2 separate regions of the Mus musculus genome follow, and region 2 is linked to region 1. Evidence: chromatin contacts called from public promoter capture Hi-C data. All regions are on one chromosome and are shown on one strand. Each heading gives the region's core, a stretch centred on a gene start, on an enhancer-like site or on the middle of the called end of the contact. The rest is flanking DNA. Distances are from core to core; before and after follow the strand shown. Region 1 has its middle 180 kb from the start of Pter. Region 2 holds the start of C1ql3 (C1q-like 3).

Region 1 (5,518 bases), core at 1,702-4,201:
GGCAAGAAAGAACTTTTGGCTGGCACCTGGAAGGTGGCCCCACTTGCCAGACTTGTCTTGAGGCATTTCAGATTATCCATGGCAGGTGTATCATAAGCAGCTCCTCAGACCATGCCAGGGTGCTTGGCCATTGTAATTAAAGTTACATTATAAAAAGCCCCTGCTGTTTCCTTCTGAAAAAAAAATGCTGACAGAGCCCTCTACAGACTACAATGACAGCGTTTTCAACACCTCTGCATTTGCTATTCCTGTAGCTGCAAACACAGGCATCTACCTTTACATTAGTCACGATGCAAATTAGAGAGTACAATGAGAAGCAACTAGAGTCACCACACAGGAGACAGGATGGTGTGCCTCTGGGTCAGAGGTCACCCTCTGTGGACAGCTTCAAGGAAAGGAAAGGGCAATTGGCGTTTAAAAAACTTACGGGAGAAAGCAGTTTCCAGAGCATGGAGTCAACCCACATCCTGCTATCAAGAGGAAGAGGGACCAAGGGTGAAGGTGGCTAATGCTTTGGGATATTGGGCTTTCAGCGTCAGGACACAGGAGGCAATGGGACTTTGTGTTATGGAAAATCCAAGCATTTGGTGGAGGGCTATTTGTGTGGAATATTTAGATTCCTGGAAATAAAGGACCATGTGAAATGGGTCCTTAAAGAATTGCAGTCACTGAATGGCATCTGAGCAAGGTAGGGGACAATGTTTCAGCACCTAACAGAACTGTCATGCAAATCAGAAGTGACCAAAATGCAGCAGCTGCTGTAGAGCTTATCTCACTAAAGTATCTAATGAGAGACTTTAAACAAGGTATTACCAAAATGTGAAACTAATTGCAAATATTCAAGTTAAAAATAGAGAAATAGGAACAATGAAGATTCCTTAGTCCTGAGTTGTCAGTTTCCTGATCTTGGTGAGGTCATCTAAAGATTTGTTCTAACTGTACATTAACAAAAGTCTCACTAAAAGGAAGTGTCTAGTTGCCAAACACAAGCTAGTTCTTATCATGTGAAGGGAGCTCAATTAAAAATACTTTTATTTTTATACTTAAAATAGAAGTTTAAAATTTTTTCATAAAAAATGTAAAATTCCTTTAAATGGTCATTTGTTCAATCATTCCCACCAACATACAAAGGGGAGTTATTAGGCAGACTTCATGGGATGTGTGCTGGGAGGTGGACCAATGGCTGTCAGCACAGTGTAAAGTTTGAGTCCAGCTGGGCGCACATTATGAAGCTGCTGTCTGATCAGCAAGGAAGGTCTGGAAGATTACTGGAAAAGGCAAAAAAAAAAAAAAGACTAAATCTAATGCTGTTCTGTGTATATGAATCAGGAAACTGAGGAAATATAACCTTTGAGAATCAAATACAGGAAATTGGATCACGTCAGGCTCAGTCGTCAGTGAGAAGAGGGAAGCAGAAGGTTCTAGATCCTCTTGCAACTCTGTTGCTTAATCTGGACTCTGGCTAATTTTGTCAAGAAACAATTGTCTCATAAATGGTCATCATATATACAGTTACATGAAGCATATGAAAACATCTTTATCCTTCAGTGAAATGTTAAACATTTTTATTGGAAACAACAAACGTGAAGTGCTAAGCTACTATCTCTGCATTTTCACTCTTTAGACATTGACTCACATTGGTTATTTTAAGATTATTTTATCCCTTCACATTTTCATTTCATTGGAGACAGGTGCACACATGTCACAGCATGCATATATATAGAGAGAGGTCCTAGGACAACAACGTGAAGGATTCAGTTCTATCCTTTCAATATGTGGGTCCCCACTTAGGTGTTCAAACTTAGTGATAAATCCATGAATCAACTTGCTGGTCTTCGTGTCGTAGCTTAAACTTTAATGCAGAATTTGTGTTTATTCCCATTAAATATAATTAACATGCATTTCAAAAGATATCTCAATATCTACGAGTCTCCTGCTCTGTCCTAGGAGGCAATGCCCAGTCTAGAGCCAATAAGACAGTAGTCTACATGACTTTCCTACATCCATATTCCTTTTTGAAAACCAAGTCAATTTGGGGATCATTTGACAAATTTATCTTTGCCTTCGTCCTTCCTTTACCCTCACCATAATTCATCTGCTCACTTTTAAGTCAAACTGTGATAACGATTGCAACTAAAGATCCATTATTTTAATTGACAAGTTTCAACAGCAGATTGCAATGTGCTGCTATTTTCGGTGACTTGTTCAGCAGACACGAGTGTTTGGGGGCTCTATTAATAGTAGTTTTAGAAATAGCAGGTGAGTAACTCTATTTCTAGTGGGGAAGGAAGGGTGACTTTGGGATGAAACAGGTTGGGGGTGGGGTAGAGTTCAAGGTGAGGAACCATGACATTTAAAAGTAGAATATGAATTTCATTAGCAATGAAATAAACCCATGCCTTGAAGTGGATTCACCATTTCTTAATTCCTAGCTCTTTCTCTGTGTGTTCCTTAATGGCTTCTTATGAACGTTCTCCACCCAGTTATAGTTTTCTGTAACTGACTTTGGACTCTACTCTAAGCCACCTCTCTACAAACCCGTACAGTTTCAACAAGAATGGTCCCTCTGCTTCGTGATTTTAATGCTAGTGGCAGGACTAGCGTGTCCTTTTGCTCCTGGGAGCTCACATTTTGAATTATAACTTTACCTTTATTTAATAAGGATCCCTGCATTGCTAAATCTTGAACAGAGAAAATTCACTTTGATGCTATATTTCAAGCAATAGGAGGTCCAACCCCCACCATCCCCTCTGGCTTCTCCATCCATTTCCCTGTTTCCTCTAGGATCATTAGAACAGAGTGATTGAACTCTGGTTTCACTGGAGCTGGCATCCTGTGAAGTTCTTAGCTATGAGGCTAAACATCTGCCTAGGTATTTCTGTGCTCTCTTCTGGCAGTGATATGGTGCTGTAGAGAATGAATATCCCACTAAACTTCTTGTTAACAAAACAGCAGCTTGACAGCTGGGAGAAGCAGACAATTGGCACCCTCCACGTTCCAATGTATTCTTAGCTCTTCTGCTCTTCTGTGGGAGAAAATTCTGCTGTGGAAATCTGAATGAGGACTAGAAGTGGAACATTAGTACATATTTGGCATCATTCACTTCAAGGAGCCATTAAAGGTTGTATGCTTGGATGTTAAGAATAAGAGAGGATTGGAATACTGCTGCAGTGTGACTTATCTTTGGGCGCTAACAACTGGGGCCACCTGAATCAACATGATGAGACAATTAACTCAAGAAGGATAACAACTTACATCAATGTATTATTTTAATGCCTGCTGCAAACCAACTTATCCAGATCATGGGTTTGATTATGCATACAAATTGTTCTTCTTTGGATACAGCAGACTGCTTACTTGATTCAGAGTGCATTGTGAGGCAGAGCATTATGAATGTGGCATTTTATGGGGAAAGAGGTTGCTAACTCCATGCTGTGTAGAAAACAGGGAGGGATACATGAAGAGACAAGAGGAAGATATAACCTCACAACATACTCCAGGTCTTCCTCACTCATCTGTGTCCTCCCCGCTGTTTACATCACCTCTTGACACTGACATCATATTATGAATCCATCAGAGAACTAATCCATCCATTACATCGTCAGAGCTCGCACAACAAGCCACCCTTAATCTCTAGAGACACCCTCACACATGTGCAAGTTATTATTTTCCTAGGGTTTTTCCAACCCAATCAATCTGACAGTAAAATCCATCAGGACAATGTCCCAATGTCATTTTTGATGTACTGAGACATAACCATCTATCTACCTCTATCTCTCCCTCTCCCCCACATCTCTCCCTCTTTCTCTCTATCATCTGTCTATATCTTCTATCATCTATCTATCTATCTATCTATCTATCTATCTATCTATCTATCTATCTATCTATCTACCTATCTACCTATCTAATTATCTAGCTTCACCATCATATGTCATTTATATTGATATGACTGCCAAATAGTGTCATTTAAAAATAAATCTGACGAATAGCTTTGACAAATAGGTTTTCCTATTCTTCTATATAGAAGTCTAAAATCAACGAGTCACACGAAGTAATGACAGTGCATTATTACTGAGGGTGGTTAAGGATACAAGGTTGTATTAATTTGCGTGAACAATGAATTTATTTCTTCCATAAATTTTCATCTTATTATTCATAAAGTTCCTATATGTTAGCATTACTAGGCATGTAAGTACATACAACTTCATTAAGGGTTTGTCTACAATGGAAAAGAATATATTCATTAGAAAACATGCACATCAAAGGCATTGTGAAGGTGGACACTAATTAGTATGGCTAATCAGAGGATAACTATAACCTTGTTCAGTTTTTATTGTACAACAAGATTACAGAATGCTTAGAAAATTAATCCTTTTAATAAGGAAAAGACAATTTATCTAACTTCAACAATAAATGTATTTTAAACCCACTCATAATTGAGACAGATAAAAGCAATTTACCTGTCAGAAAAGACACACTAATGGCTTAATTTAACCTCCAAAAAGGTATGAAAACATTGAAATTTATTATAATAAAAATCATAATTCTGAAACTACACATTTTCCCACATGAATCTCCATCCTGAATTCTGGATGACTTTTAAAGATGGTTTTCTTTCTCCAATAGCATTTAAAGGGAAAGAGTCTCTTCCAGTCTCATGTAATCTCCTTGTGACTTTCCTGTGCATTGATAGTGTCATCCAAGAATAGCTCTGGAGACTTCATGTAACTAAAATCAGAAAAGGAAATAGACATTAATTACCTCAAGGTATTTTGAGTTCTCCACACCCAACATAGACAGGTATAGCAATTGATTACTTAAAAGAGATTTTTAAAATATCTACATGTATGTGTTTACATGTGTGTGTATATGATAACAATGATGTGTGTGTAGGCACATGCGTGCCATGATCCACATGTGGAGACTAGAGGACACCCTTGGGTATTAGTCTTTGTCATGCTCTTTGTTCAAGACAATATCTCTTTGTTTATGCTGGTGCTAGCTTGCCCATGAGCTTCTGTGGATTCTCCCATTTATTCTCCTGTCCATCTCATCATAGGAGCACTACAAATACAGACACATTATCTACACTACTTGGCTACTGCATATGTCTCAGTGATCCAACCCTGAGTATTCACAGTCATGAGGTAATTGCTTTAGCCACTAAAGCATCTTTCAAGCTCCTTAAATGTCTTTTTATTTTTTGTAGAGGACTTTTATTGTTATTTATTTATTTATTTATTTATTCACTTTACATTCCAATATCAATACCATCCAGCACCCAGTCCCCACCTCACACAACTTCTTCCTCCAACCCATCCACCTCTCCCCTGGGTATCCCCCCACCCTGACATATCAAGTAGCTACGGGACTAGACATGTTCTCTCCTAGAGAGGCAAGACAAGGGGACCCAGTTAGGGGAATGGAATCCACTGGTAGGCAATAGATTAGTTGGGGAGACAACACCCTTCACAATAGCCACAAATAATGTAAATGTCTTTTTAAATGTAAAAATGCA
Region 2 (5,518 bases), core at 1,645-4,144, 260 kb after region 1:
ATCCACACTGAACTCGGATGCATGCTGCTGTTTACCACTCTTCATATATTTTTCTGAATTACCTATTACCCACTTTTTTTTTTGAGACAAGCAGCCAATGACGAGCATCAGAGGGGTTTTACCCAGGTGCTTTCCTGATTCCCATAGACCTGAATGTTCAAGTGTTACAGGAAGCAGCTTATGCCCTAATGAAATGGCTTAAAAAGAAAACACATGTACCTTTTAATTTTAGAACTCATATTCTGAGGACTTCTACTCGCTGCTACATGCATAGACTTTACAATCTAACTACCAATGTCTGACTCTGTTGCGCTTCTTCCTAAGGCTTCTTACATTTGCAATCTCCAGCTCTTTTTTAAATTACCATTTCTATATTGTTGACAAAATGAGACCATTTGTACATTTTAATGAGTGACTCTAAAAACATATTTTTAGTATAGTAGTGTTTTACAGACCTAACTTTTGAGTCTGAGAGCTACCTGCTGGGGGCCACTTCATAAGTTATTTGGTCAGCCAGACACAGCACATCTATTTTCGTATAGTGAGTCATGTCCTTTGTAGCCACATTCCTGCAACTACCTAGCCCATTGTCCAGGGAACAATTTTTATTTCTCTTAATACTGCTTTCATGCATAATAACTGTAATGAACAACCCTGCCAGTGCCTCCTGGTGGCCATGTTTTCTTTTTATTTTTTTTTCATTTTTAATTTTTTTTTAAATTTTGTATTATTCCTAGTGTCCTGGGTGTTCTTTGAAGGGATTTGCAGAAAAGAAGATACCTTTTAAAAGTGTATCATAATTAGGACATTCATCTTTTACCTTTGGAAAAAATCTGACACTAAAATGAGTCTTGAGTAAAAGGAAGGAAGGAAGGAAGGAAGGAAGGAAGGAAGGAAGGAAGGAAGGAAAAGAAAGAAAGAAAGAAAGAAAGAAAGAAAGAAAGAAAGAAAGAAAGAAAGAAAGAAAGAAAGAAAGAAAGAAAGAAAGCCCTAAAGGTGCTCAGTAGAAAATTGCGTCTAGATAATATCTGAATTTTCAGGGGACCAAAGACCTAGAGCACGCCGGCCCTTGATAAGTCAAAATTACTGCGTGAAACGAGGTATCTTGAAGGTGATGACAGGGACGCGGGATCTTTCTTCTTGTTGGTCAGTAAGCAAAGTGTAGGGCTCAGGAACTCAGCTAGCACAGTTGGCTACCAGTACGAAGGCCTCACCACCGGGTGCCTGCTACTTGGACTGTGCAGAAGGTCTGATTACACTTTTAGGTAGTTAGAAGTGTATTTTCTCCCTGCGGCTACAAGAACAAAGATGCTTCGGTTTTGCACTGACTTGACTCTAACAAAGGCAAAGTAGTCCTGGCCCGCACTGCAAGCCAGTGTTCCTTGTGGCACCACCTACCAGCTCTGAAGAGCAGGTCCTGATTCAGGCTCATATGAGGCTATTTTGCAGCCAATGCAAAGCCAGGCAAGGCAGCTGTGATCAAGTAGGCTAGGATTAGGAAGGGCCTCTGCCGCGCTGCCCTGGAGATAGTGGGTGGTGAAAGGGCTGAGCTCTGACCCGGCAACTTCCCGGACCACTTTCTTGTTCCTTTTCCTACTCCAAGAGTGGGGGTTCCTGTGTTTGCATGCCAGCTGCTATACTGTTACAGTGTAAATGCAACTTTTTCTGTTCCCAGCAGTTCTTCCTTTGGAAACTAACTGGAGTGTAAAGTGACTATTGAGTTTCACCGCCCAAAGCCTCTCAAAGGCCATGCCATTACATGCGCGCGGCAGAGTGCTGTCTGAGCCCTGGGCAGCCTTGTCTGAGACTCGCTCTTGGGGTCCTTCCATCCTCCCCGGAATGCTGGTCTATCTCCTCTGAATCTGGAGCCCTGACACGCCCATTTCGGGCTTCTGAAACCTTCTACATTCTCAGAAAAAGGCTGGAAGCGACTCTAAACTGCAGATAATGCCACAGACCAGGGATTCCCGGCCTGCTGTAAGACAGTTGCTGCAAGTTCACGAGTTGGCCCCGGGGCCAAGATCCCAGTTTCTCGCCCCTCGAGGGTTATGCTCTCAATTGCACGCGCCGAGCACGGTTCTGGCACCCTAAAACTACCTTGTCTGGGCTGCAAGGCGCTCTCCTCTGCGTATGACCCCCGCCTTTCCAGCATGTCACAGAGTCCCCCTCGCTTTAGCCCGGGGAGCCGGGTTGCCGCACCCTTCCTCCGCGGGCTCCCACCCCCATTTCCGGGGTCTCCTCCCTCTTGTCAGCACCTTCTCCGCCCTCCCCACTGCCTGCCCGCGCTCACCTGGTTGTTTTTGCAGAGATCAGCCCACATGCTGGTGCCGTCCCCTCCGCGCATCAGGACGTGGTAGGTGAAGAAGTAGATACCCGGTATGGAGCAGGTGAACTTGCCCGTGGTGGGATCATAGTGGTTTCCGAGATTGGTTACCACGTCGTCGAACTTGAGCACCTCGTAGCCTTCGTGCTGCCGTTTGAGGCCAGCGTAAAAGGCGATCTTGGGCACCGTGCTATAGGTGGCTGCACTGATAGCCCCGGCCGCGTTCAGGCCGGGCGCCCCAGGCGGGCCGGGCAAGCCTTGGCGACCCGGCTCTCCCTTCTCGCCCGGGGGCCCCACGGGGCCCGGCGGTCCGGGCTCTCCCGGGGGCCCACGCGGGCCTGCCTTCCCCGGCCTACCGGCCTCGCCTTTGGGACCCTGGATGAAAGTGGGCAGGGACTGCATAAGGCCCCGGTCCGGAGTGGCGGCGGTGCTGGGAGCCTTGGTGCCCCCATAGGGGTCGCAGACCATGCGGCAGGTGCCCAGCATCTCGTAGTGAGCCGACGTGCCGGCCGAGCTCACCAGCACCGGGATGAGGATGACCAGCAGAAGCACCATCACCACCCCCAGCGCCCCGGCGGCGATCAGGCGCCTCCTGCTGCCCACGAGCCGGCTCAGCGCGGGCCGATCCTCTTGTCTGCTTTTGGACAAAATTTTGAAGGTTGGGCGGGGACCTCTTCAGAGCCGAAAACAATCCCCCTTCGAACCCCAACTCCCCTGGGCGGGCGCGCGCCGGTCGCTCTTGACCGGCTCCTGCTCCCCCCCGCTGAGGCTGCGGCTAGGGAGGGAGCTGGGGCGCCAAGTGACTTGAACTGAAGTCCCGAGCTGGGGGTGGGGGTTGGGGGGAGGGGTGCTCAGGGCGCCCTCTCGCCTCCTGCCAGCCCCTTCGCACCTGTGGCTGCGGCGGGTGCCGGAGCGGCCACCCGGAGGGCAAAGCCAGCTGCCGCCTGCTGCGCTCGTCCGGAGCAGCTCACACTTTTATGCCGCTGCTGCCCGTGATCGACTTTTCCTTTTTTGCAGACTGCGCCAGTTCTCACCAACTTTCTGTCTGAAGTTGCCCTTTTTTTTTTTTCTGCTTCTTGCTTTTCTTTTGTTGGCTTGGTTCGTCTGTCCTTGTCTCTTTTTTTTTTCTTTCTTTCTTTCTTTCTTTTTCTCCTGCAACTCCAACAGAAACGCACCCCCCAACCCTAGAGGGCTGCGGTTGCTTGGGGTCGGGAGGCCCCTGAGATGCGCGGAGCAATGGCAATTCGCAGGATCCGCGGCTCAGAGAAGCTCAGGGACAGAGGAGATAGGAGCTAGCCAGCAGCATCGAGAGCCTCGCCGCCGAAAAGCTGAACGAGAGAGCTGAACGCAGAATTCTGCCTGGGTACCACCTGCCAGGAGAAGAGGAGGCTGACAAACGCGCGCCGGAGCAATTTATAGGAACCCAAGGCACAGAGGAAGGGGAGCCGCTTTGGCATCTCTCTGCAGCATCTGCTCTGCTCATCCCACTCACACAGAGTTTGGCATTACTCTGACAATGTGGGATTTTTTTTTTTCGGCCTCTCCCCCCTCTCAGCAAGGGATGAACAGTGAAACCCTGAATACTTCCTTGTCTAGCCCAGACGATGGCAGCGCCCTAGCTGGTCATACTAGGGGGAGGGAGACAGCTGCGCAACTGCTCTCAGGACTCAAGGGTCACACCTAAATCTATTTCCCCAGTGCCAACAGCTCTTGTTGGAGGTGGAAGTGAAGGTTGAAAGGAGGGAGGTTTGATGACAACATTTCTCCTCTGGCTCATCCACAATCAGTGCTTCAGGTGTTTTTCAAAATGCCACTTTTAACATAAGGAGGGCTCTCTCCAATTTTCCAGACAGTAGATGTGCGTGCTTTTTTTTTTAACCTTAGCATTTGCTTCCATAGCCTTCTAGATGAAATAAGATGAGAACAGTGACGTGTACTTAAAAACCAAAGGACATTTCTTGATTTAAATGAACTTGCCCACCGCCCAAAAGGAGGAGGGCTGGTTCTTTTCACAAGTGCCAAGGGCTTGAGCATGCATGTGCATTTGACTCAGAGGCTTCCAGTTGCAGAGCCCTTCAGGAGACACCATCATTGGACTTGAAGTTGCATTTGCTTAAAAATGCAGCGTGCAGGAGAAGTCATCCCTTGTCCAAAGGCCTTTGAAGGTCTTACAATAAAGCAAGTGGTATTTGCGAAAGTGCTGGTTTTCATGAGACAGAGTTCTTTCTGTAGGTACCATAGCAGATTTCCCAGATATGCATTAGGGGAGGGAAAATAGGGAAATTATGACAAAGAACAGCCACCACCCCTAACAGTGGAAGAGCTGGAAGAAGAAACCACTTGAATTTAGAATACTAATAGAGGGGCCCCAGAGTGAGTATTAGGGGAGTTACCCCACTGGCAAATACATTTGACATATAAGAAGGGTTTAAATAAGTAAGTAGAATTGGTTTCCTAAATCACACTTTTGCATTCAGGAGCAATAGATGTCAATCAAACGTGGATGACATTTACTTGTCAATACGGAACGATGGCTGGGAAGACAGTTACTTATTACAACGGGGTGAGAATCTGAAATAAGGAGCAGGAACAAATAATAATATAACAAGCAAGTAGTACATGCTAGGTAACTATCAGCAGACTCTGGTCTTGCCTGTAGGCTCCACAGCAAGGTATCTCCTTCAAGATTCCACAGCCCCTCTGCACTGTGCCCCATCCCAACAGTTAAGTTCCTTCTCTGATTCAAAGCAAAGTCAAGTGGGCAGACATAGAAACCTTCATTGGCTTCCTGGAGAGGAATGTCAGCAACTGAGAGAGAGTCAACACTAAGGAAGTGGGGCTCTAGCCACTGGTAATGAGGAATGACCCCTCCGTCCCTCAAAACCTTAGCTTTTGTTTTAGGATACATTTGACACATATATTCTGTACAGTTTTGCTCATGTGAACTACCTGGTTTCTGTATTTTTCCCCCCACTGGCTAGCATGGAGAACAAACATTCCAGATCATAATATCAACACCTACCTTTCTAACACCTTCTGAGTTATTTCTCAGAGAACTTTCTCTGAGGTGAGAAAATGGTAAGCTTGTGATGTCCATAATGGAAGGAAATATACTAATGCAACAGAACCTTCTATCCTGTTCCTGGATATCTCAGTCCACGGAGCCTTTTCATTACTAAGAAGAGTTTGGTAGAA

What was found. Promoter capture Hi-C pulls out the DNA fragments that hold promoters and counts their contacts.
Region 2: a contact with region 1 is called in a promoter capture Hi-C map of hippocampal neurons, with 4 times the contacts expected there. The contact joins the promoter of C1ql3 here to the enhancer-like site in region 1. A contact is called at or near these places in 4 of 39 promoter capture datasets (the C10 cell line, hippocampal neurons and liver), 1 of 484 Hi-C or Micro-C datasets (ventral hippocampal neurons) and 2 of 115 datasets of contacts at active chromatin or transcription factors (neural progenitor cells and stem cell-derived neural progenitor cells).

What each region holds. Positions count from the first base shown.
Region 1 is chr2:12,744,075-12,749,592 of GRCm38.p6, forward strand. No RefSeq gene overlaps it. Among named protein-coding and RNA genes, the nearest start is that of Pter, 180 kb to the right of the region's middle. Within about 2 kb of position 2,952, at least 5 of the 459 cell types and tissues checked have an H3K27ac peak or open chromatin away from gene starts, as enhancers often do. A contact at or near this core is called in hippocampal neurons, where this site is marked.
Region 2 is chr2:13,007,970-13,013,487 of GRCm38.p6, forward strand. It overlaps C1ql3 (C1q-like 3), which reads right to left and starts at 2,895. Exons shown (of 2, transcript NM_153155.2): 1 at 2,291-2,895. The coding sequence starts at 2,878.